Linked DNA regions of Gossypium raimondii: all the other regions are linked to region 1. Evidence: chromatin contacts called from public Hi-C data. All regions are on one chromosome and are shown on one strand. Each heading gives the region's core, a stretch centred on a gene start, on an enhancer-like site or on the middle of the called end of the contact. The rest is flanking DNA. Distances are from core to core; before and after follow the strand shown.

Region 1 (2,809 bases), core at 138-2,637:
TCCTAGAACTTTGATAACTTTGCAAATTAATCCCCAAAATAGCTTAATTATGCTATTACAATATCGGAAACATAAAAATTACTAAAAACGGGACAAGAATTCATACCTAATTAAGCCAAGAAAGCTTGCTTGAGCTCTTTTCTCTTACCAAGGGTTTCCATAAAAAATTTTGGGAAAGACGATGATAAATGATGATATTTTCTTTATTTAATCATTTATCATCTTTTAATATCTTTTATTTCCAATTTCATCCTTTTCTTTAATTAAATTTCCATGGATGAATCATCATCCTTATCTACTAATTTCTCTTAATGGTCTATTTGCTATATAAGGACCTCAAACTTTGAATTTCATAGCTATTTGATACTTATAGCTACTAGAAACCAACTTTTGCATTTCATGCAATTTGGTCCTTTTATCAATTAAACATGTAATCGGTAAAATTTTCTTAACAAAATTTTCATACGATTTTCTTATTATAATTCAAACCATAAAATAATATTAAAAAAAATTCTTTTCGGACTCAGATTTGTGGTCCCGAAACCATTGTTCCAATTTTACTAAAAACGGGCTGTTACAAGTTCCCTGAACTCTCGCACATACTCTCCAATTTTGCCTCGTTCCATTAACAGAGGAATTATTTTTTCATTAGGTAATCTAAACCCATATTACCGTAAAGTCGAGCTACAAAAGAATACTCTAATGTTACTGCATTCTTGACAACATGTCATTGTTTAGATCTCAATAAGTGAACCACCATTATGATATGTTAGGAAATTAAAAGTTTGATATACTTATTAATGTAGGATATGGTAGACTGTAGAAGATGATATTTTTTATTTTCTATGAAAAACTAACAAGTTTGATAGGTTATTTATATGTATTTTAAATTAAAGTTTTATTAGAATTTTTAAACTATTATTCAAAACTCGATATCAATGTATGTCTAGATAGTGTAATCATTTCAAAATAATTATCATGATTCCAATTCACAGTAAAAAAACTTAGCAATGTAAATAGTCTCACTAAACATAACACTTTTAGATGTTGAGAAATTCTTAAAGTTGTATTCTCAAAAATAATTTTGTATACAAATATTGTAATAAATAATAAATAATAAAAGAAGAACATTTTCATATAAACAAACCTAATAAAGAGCATGTAAATCTAATAAAATAATTAATTGATTATGAAAGATTAATGGGTTGGGTATTATCCGATGGTTCATCCGAATTGTGTTAGTCCGGACTTTCAGAACCATAAGCATAGGGATAGCAATTGACTAAACGGCGCGTTTGCTATTGTTGTGCATGTTGTTTTTTTTAAACAATTAAGTTAGAAAACGTTGTCGTTTAGTAAGAAAAGAAAAACCTGCCCTTCTTTTTCGTGAGAAGCCAAGCTGTAAATGGCCATAAGGTCCTTGAATTTCATAATAATCTCTCTTGACCACCATTATCATCACCAGCACCACCACCACCGCCACCACCGTCTTAGCCTCTCCCTCCTCTCCTCCTTAACTTCCGCTCTCTCTCTTCCCTCTCCCTATCTTCTCCGTGGAATCGTCTCCAAAACCTCATACTTTCCCTTCTCTCAACAACAACAGCAACACAAAAAAGGCCTTTGTTTAAAGGAGCTAAAAGAAGCCGAAACCCTGGCTCAAAAGATCGGAAAATCCAACAGGCGCCCTGGCGCCCCATCTAAATCTAGGGTTTACGCCGATGTCAACGTTATTCGTCCTAAAGAATATTGGGACTACGAGCTCCTCACTGTTCAATGGGGGTATTTTATTTTCCTTCCTATTCTCCCTTCTACCTACGAACCCTCTATTTTCCATATACGTATTGCTACCTGTAATTTGTTTTATTTTAATAGTTTGAAACTTTTATATTTAATGCAGTTTGGTTATTGGAAATTTGAATCTTAGGGTTTTTATTTTATATTGGCTGGAATGTTAGATTGAACTTAACTGGTTATTGGAAACATCGTAATGATTTGTTTAATTGATTGATTTGAGTATGGTTTTGGCAGCGAACAAGATGATTACGAGGTGGTGAGGAAAGTCGGGCGAGGGAAATACAGTGAGGTTTTCGAGGGGGTTCATATTACGGATAACGAGAAATGTGTTATCAAGATTCTCAAACCGGTCAAGAAGAAGAAGGTTTGTATTACTTAAATTTAATTGTGTTTAATGTAAGTTGGTTTAATTAAGAATGACTGTTTGGAATGCAGATTAAGAGGGAGATTAAAATACTGCAGAATCTTTGTGGAGGGCCGAATATTGTGAAGTTGCTGGATATAGTTAGGGATCAGCAGTCGAAGACTCCAAGTCTTATATTTGAATATGTGAATAATACGGATTTTAAAGTGCTTTATCCGACGCTGTCTGATTATGATATTCGATATTATATCTATGAACTTCTGAAGGCAAGTACATGATTTGCTAGTTGCTTTGTTTATTCAGAGATACTACTGACATTGAATTTGAAGTTGAAATGAGATGCATATTTGTAGGCATAAGGAGCCCTCGCTGCAATTATACATTATGTTCAACTAGTTCATGATGGGGGATGAGAGATGATTTCCTTTGGTTTTGGTACCTAGCCTCTAGTCAAAGAACTAGAAGTATATTTCTGTTGATTAAACTTCAAAATTAGATTAAATGTAGTCATTTATCCTATGTCAATGTTGTTCTCATAAATCAGGAAGGTATTGTTGTATTGAGATGGTGGGTATAGGCCTTGTAGATGCTACCTAAACTTGAGGCGATTGTCGTATATCAGTATATATCTGCAAGTTTATACTCAATTTT
Region 2 (2,809 bases), core at 233-2,732, 200 kb after region 1:
GTTAACACAAACCAAGGACTCCGGGATGCAAAGATTAGCTAAGGAGACATAGTGAACACATGGTCTCTAACATATATAATTCTCAAAGCCAAAGACAAACCCACTTGCTTATAACTGACACCACCGCCCTTTCCCTTATTTGTTTAATCTTATTCTCTTTGTTTTTCTACTTTCAATGGATATCTCTCTCTCTCTCTCTCTCTCACACTACACTGCCATGAACTTTTTTTCTGGTCCACAAAATGAAAAAAAAAAATCTCTATACCCCAAAACCCAGGATGCACATTCCTTTACAACTCTTGTATTAAGGAAACTCTAACCTTTTACTCCTATGCTTAAGGTAGAAAACCTGCAAGGAAAGAGACATCATTTCTCGGTATGAGTTGAAGAAAACAACTTAGTGGACATGGAGCATCATTTTTTGGAGGTTTCTAAAAGGGAAAAGAATAAAAAATAAATAAAAATTTACTCAAATAATCAAGTCCAAGAATATTGCTCTAAAAGTGGAGAGCTGAAACGGGTAAATTGATCACAAATCAAAATTCAGGAAATAGTTTATACTTTCATCAAAATAAAGCACTAACAACTGAACCACAAAGAACATCTCCCCTTGGTTGTTTTAAAAGCAAAACAATGAGGGAACTTTATAAAGACTCGAAAACACAAAAAGTGGGATGATCAACAAGATCATATCTTCACTTGTGAAATTAATTCCTCTGAGGTAAAGAAAAAGAAGAAGAAAACCAAAAGAAAAAAGGACTAAAAATAAACCTCAAACTGAAAGAAAACAAAGTGGTTGATTCAACAATAGGCCACCTCAAAAAAACCATACAGAAGAAGAGGAGAAGATGTGGAGCATTAGAATCTAAGCATACCTTGGAGGGGTCACTAGAAAAGAGCCTTATATGTCCCAAAGCAGCTCCCTTTACTATTATTGCCCTTCCAAGTACCAAGAATCCAACATCAATATATCATTAACACTCAAAGAGTAAGCAGGATGTTAACTGTCCACTGCAGTGCATGAAGCAACCGCTATTACCCTTTTAGCCACAACACCAAATAAACACCAAAACGAAAAAACAAGAAAACCAAACCCCACATAGCATAAAAACTACCCGACCAAAAATCACATCAAAAAGAGGAGCTGGTCCTCATCTTTTGACACCCATCACTTCCCTCTATCCCTTCTATTTAACATTTTCCCACAAAAAGCCAAATCTCAGAATGTTCCCTCTCATCTCCTTTGAATCAGCACCACCACTCCCCACCGCCACCACTACAAAAATCCTTACCCTCTTATCCCACATATATTCTGATTTCAACCCCCACCAGGCCACCACGCTTCACTCCAAAAAAAAACCCCAAACACTCTATTTAAATATCTATTAAATAAAAACCCAAGCTTCACCACTCTTCCTTTTCGGGTTTTGCAAAAAAATATGTGAACTTCTTTATAATTAACCTTTGCAAAGCCAGAAACTTTGATTAAAGAAAAAACAAGGGGGACCCCCACCTCCACCAAAGTGATGAATTTCAATGGTTTTTTTGTATTTTGGTACTTGGATTCACTGTCTTACATTTTTAGTGTAAGTTTAAACAAACGGCACACACGATTAATGTAAAAATAACAATAATAATAAAATTAAAAAATTATATCAATATTATAAGGTAAAATAAAAATAAATTTACCACACTTAATTGTCTATCCAAACTTCTGACCTTAACTTGGTTTTAGTGTCCATGAATACCATCGCCTGTTTAACCCTATTGCATAACACCCCTTCCATCCCCCCATCTCTTACTTTGATAATAATGCCATCCATCTCATTTTTTTTTTCTTTATAGTTAGTTCCTTTGTCCAAAGCCCACTAACTTTAAAATATAAATATATATTGATTTTAGTATATATATATTACTATAAAAATCATAAAATATTTAAGCATGAAAATGACGTAACTTTAAGACGATACAAGGAAAAATAAGATTATAGACATTCAACGTCATTTTTAAAAGTAGTATAAAATAAAATATTTTGAAGTAAATTAAAATAAAATAGAAGTTAAATAATGATGGTAAAGACCTCTCTAGTCCCTTTAATTTTAATATTGAACAAATTGGTACCTCTCAAAAAATTAGAGTAATGTAATCGTTGTTAATTTTGAAAGTGAACAATTAAAGACACTTAATTAAGGTGTTTATGCTTTTCTCAATTTTAAATGAATTTGATTTGTATCATAACAAAGTTAGCCCTCATATTTTACACATTTTATCATTCGGTCATGATTTTAGTCTATAATATTTTTATAAATATGTAAATGTTAAGGCTAAATCTATTATATATTTTAAAATCAAGACTAAATTATTAAAATATGTAAATATTGCGAAATAAATTGACGAAAAGTATACATAATTGACGAAAGGAAATAACCATTTAATTAATTATTCTTCATTGTCATTTTCAAAATTAACTATATAAATTTTTTAGAGAGATTAATTTGGTTGATTTCGAAATAGACAACCATTGGAGAGTTTTTTTACCGAATATTATAGCAGCAGCTACATTTATTTTTTATTGTGATATTGTGGAATGGGCCTGGTCCCCTCTCAGGGTTTCACGTGGCTTTGTTCACCAAAAAAGACTACAAAATCGTAAGAAATTGTTTCTTACCGAAACACTTCTTTAACGTTTTTACTTAATAAGATTTAATAATAAAAAAATAAGAAGCCAGATATTAACTTCAAAAATAAAATTTGATGTATTTTTTCTTAAACAATAATTATATATATAGCAGATGCACTGGTAAAAATA
Region 3 (2,809 bases), core at 203-2,702, 150 kb after region 1:
TAATTGATGTTTTTGATTCATTGGGTCTGGGTTGCCCAAAGGGTGTGATATGGTGGCAGCTACTGCACTCCCTGTCGCTTTTCCAGAAAAGCTAAAGAGGAAATTAAAGATAAAATCATAAAAAAATAAAAAAATTATGGAGATCTAAAACAACAAAAAAAAAGAAAATCAAGAAGACAGAGTCTTTAAAAACAACAAAAACATTTTGAATGAACTTTTTTCTTCAAAGAAACGTCATGCTTCATCTAGAGTGAAAGAGAGAGCAAAGAGACGAAAAATGGAAACAAATAGAGAAGAAAAGGCTAACATGTAGTAACCAAAAAGAACCTTAAATATGGGTTGCATAATGCTTCCATGTTTTCTTTCCCTACCGTAACAAAAAACAAATTAGAAACTTTGCAATAATAATAATAAAGCACATAGAACTCCACGCATTAGTTATACTCCTTCTTCCTCGGGGTTGTCTTCATATGCTGAAGTCAATCATATTCTCTTCATTTTCAAGCTTAAATGTTGAAAAAGAAAAAAACTTCAAACTTTGATAGGATTAAGGGTTGGGGCTAGGCTTATCGAAATCAAGGGATAGTCTTGGGAGATCCACCGGTGGGTTCGATGTCCGAGGAAGCCAGTGGCGATGGTGGAATCGGTGGCGGATAGGGTTTACTGGAAAGGGAGATAAGATGGAAAGAAAGGAAGAAGAAGAAGAAGAAGAAGAAAAAGAAAAGAGAGAAAATAAAATAAGGAAAAAAAGAAAAGAAATAAAAAATATATTTTTGGTGAATATAAAAATATATTTTTTAAACACAGTTAAAGTGATATAACTTGATAATATTAATGATATTTTATAATAATGCAATAATGTTAGTAATATTTTTGTAAGTTTCGAAAATTCGATGATACAAATTAAAAATTAATTAAGATTTAGTGGGATATGGTGGAGTTTACGCTTTGTTATTATATCAATAATTAAAATGATGAAAATATTACGAGGATTAAATTATTTTGATAAGGATGATTTGAAGAAACTGAGAAAATATTTTTACCAAGTGGAAGAGAAATTAATCAAAAAGAAAACACTGAGCAGACCCCGCAGCCATAGCCGCCATTTCCACTTCCTCCCTTTTTTGTGATGATTAATAATATTCTTTTATTTACTGCTCCCATTTAAATTTTATTTATGACAACATTTGTCACTAGTCTTAAAAGTGGGAGAAAGGGAAGATACATGGACAGACAAAAGAGAAGACAGAAGAAGAGAAAGGGACTTCAAAGCACTGAATTATTAAAAACAAAAAGGAAAGTGTTTGAGATTCTATTCTAGAGAGACGGGGGGGGGGGGGGTGTAAATAAAAAGGCTTTTGTTTTTTTATAAAATAAAAATATTCCCCAATTCATTAGTATTTAAGAGGCAGCTTCAACCCGATTGTTTCTCCGTCGATGAACTTCTTCTCAGTATCTCCTCTTCCTCAAAAGCAAACCTAACATACAACAACCTCTGGTTTCCACAGACTTCCTAAGCTTTTTCTTCATTCGTGGTGTCTTGCAGAAGTGGTGTCCGTTGTTCTTTACTTGTGCAATTGAGAGTTAAAAAGGAAAAATCATGGGAGATGACAAGTGTGTTTTAGTAATAAGAGAGTTTGATCCGAGCAAGGATTTAACAAGTGTAGAAGAAGTTGAAAAAAGATGCGAGGTTGGTCCCAGCGGCAAACTCTCTCTCTTTACAGACCTCTTAGGCGACCCTATTTGCCGGGTCCGCCATTCCCCTGCTTTTCTCATGCTGGTACTGTATATGATATCCCTCCTCACTTTTGTCCCTTTTTTTAAAAAAAAATTTAATCTCCATTACTAAATTCCACTATTTATCTACGTATAATAAATACAGCCTTTAACATTACTATTTTCTGCATCTTTGTAAACAAGCAGGTGGCTGAGTTAAGCTCCACAAAAGAAATAGTTGGGATGATTCGAGGTTGCATTAAAACCGTTACATGCGGCAAAAAGCTTTATCGCAATGGCAAAAGCAATCATCCCACTAAACCCTTCCCTGTATACACCAAACTCGCTTACATTTTAGGCCTTCGGGTCTCCCCTTCCCACCGGTATTTACTATAAATGCCCCAACAGATCATTTTTAGTACGTTAATACATTAGTAAATGAATTATTTTGATTTCTTTGTTGGGTTTTTTATCCACAGGAGAATGGGAATTGGGTTAAAGCTGGTCCGTGGAATGGAAGATTGGTTTGTCCTAAACGGCGCTGAATATTCCTACTTAGCAACGGAAAACGACAACAAACCTTCTGTTAAGCTCTTCACTGATAAATGCGGTTACTCCAAGTTCCGTACTCCTTCTATTTTGGTTAACCCCGTTTTCGCACATCAACTCCCCGTTTCCAATCGGGTCACTCTAATCAAGCTTCCGCAGTCCGACGCTGAGTTGCTATACCGCCGCCGGTTCTCCACCACCGAGTTCTTCCCTCGCGACATTGACTCGGTTCTTAATAATAGACTTAACATTGGAACCTTTTTGGCCGTGCCACGTGGAGGATGTTACACGCAAAAATCTTGGCCCGGGTCGGATAAGTTTTTATCAGACCCGCCAGAGTCGTGGGCTGTTTTGAGTGTTTGGAATAGCAAGGACGTGTTTAGGCTGGAAGTTCGAGGGGCGTCGAGGATGACGAAGGCGTTGGCTAAAACGACAAGGATCGTGGACAAGTTATTGCCGTTTTTTAGATTACCCTCGATCCCGGAAGTGTTTAGGCCGTTCGGTTTGCACTTTTTGTACGGATTGGGAGGGGAAGGTCCACGCG

What was found. A called contact is a pair of places that touch in the nucleus more often than the background predicts.
Region 2: a Hi-C map of leaf shows a contact between it and region 1, with 1.8 times the contacts expected there. The contact joins the promoter of LOC105804016 here to the promoter of LOC105804014 in region 1. A contact is called at or near these places in 2 of 2 Hi-C or Micro-C datasets (both in leaf).
Region 3: a contact with region 1 is called in a Hi-C map of leaf, with 2.6 times the contacts expected there. The contact joins the promoter of LOC105804015 here to the promoter of LOC105804014 in region 1. A contact is called at or near these places in 2 of 2 Hi-C or Micro-C datasets (both in leaf).

What each region holds. Positions count from the first base shown.
Region 1 is chr11:37,352,285-37,355,093 of ASM2569854v1, reverse strand. It overlaps LOC105804014 (casein kinase II subunit alpha), which reads left to right and starts at 1,387. Exons shown (of 10, transcript XM_012636490.2): 1 at 1,387-1,779; 2 at 2,029-2,158; 3 at 2,230-2,424. The coding sequence starts at 1,406.
Region 2 is chr11:37,156,129-37,158,937 of ASM2569854v1, reverse strand. LOC105804016 (BTB/POZ domain-containing protein NPY4) reads right to left here and starts at 1,482. Exons shown (of 5, transcript XM_052623136.1): 1 at 876-1,482; 2 at 1-349.
Region 3 is chr11:37,198,123-37,200,931 of ASM2569854v1, reverse strand. LOC105804015 (probable N-acetyltransferase HLS1) reads left to right here and starts at 1,452. Exons shown (of 3, transcript XM_012636491.2): 1 at 1,452-1,780; 2 at 1,924-2,099; 3 at 2,196-2,809. The coding sequence starts at 1,601.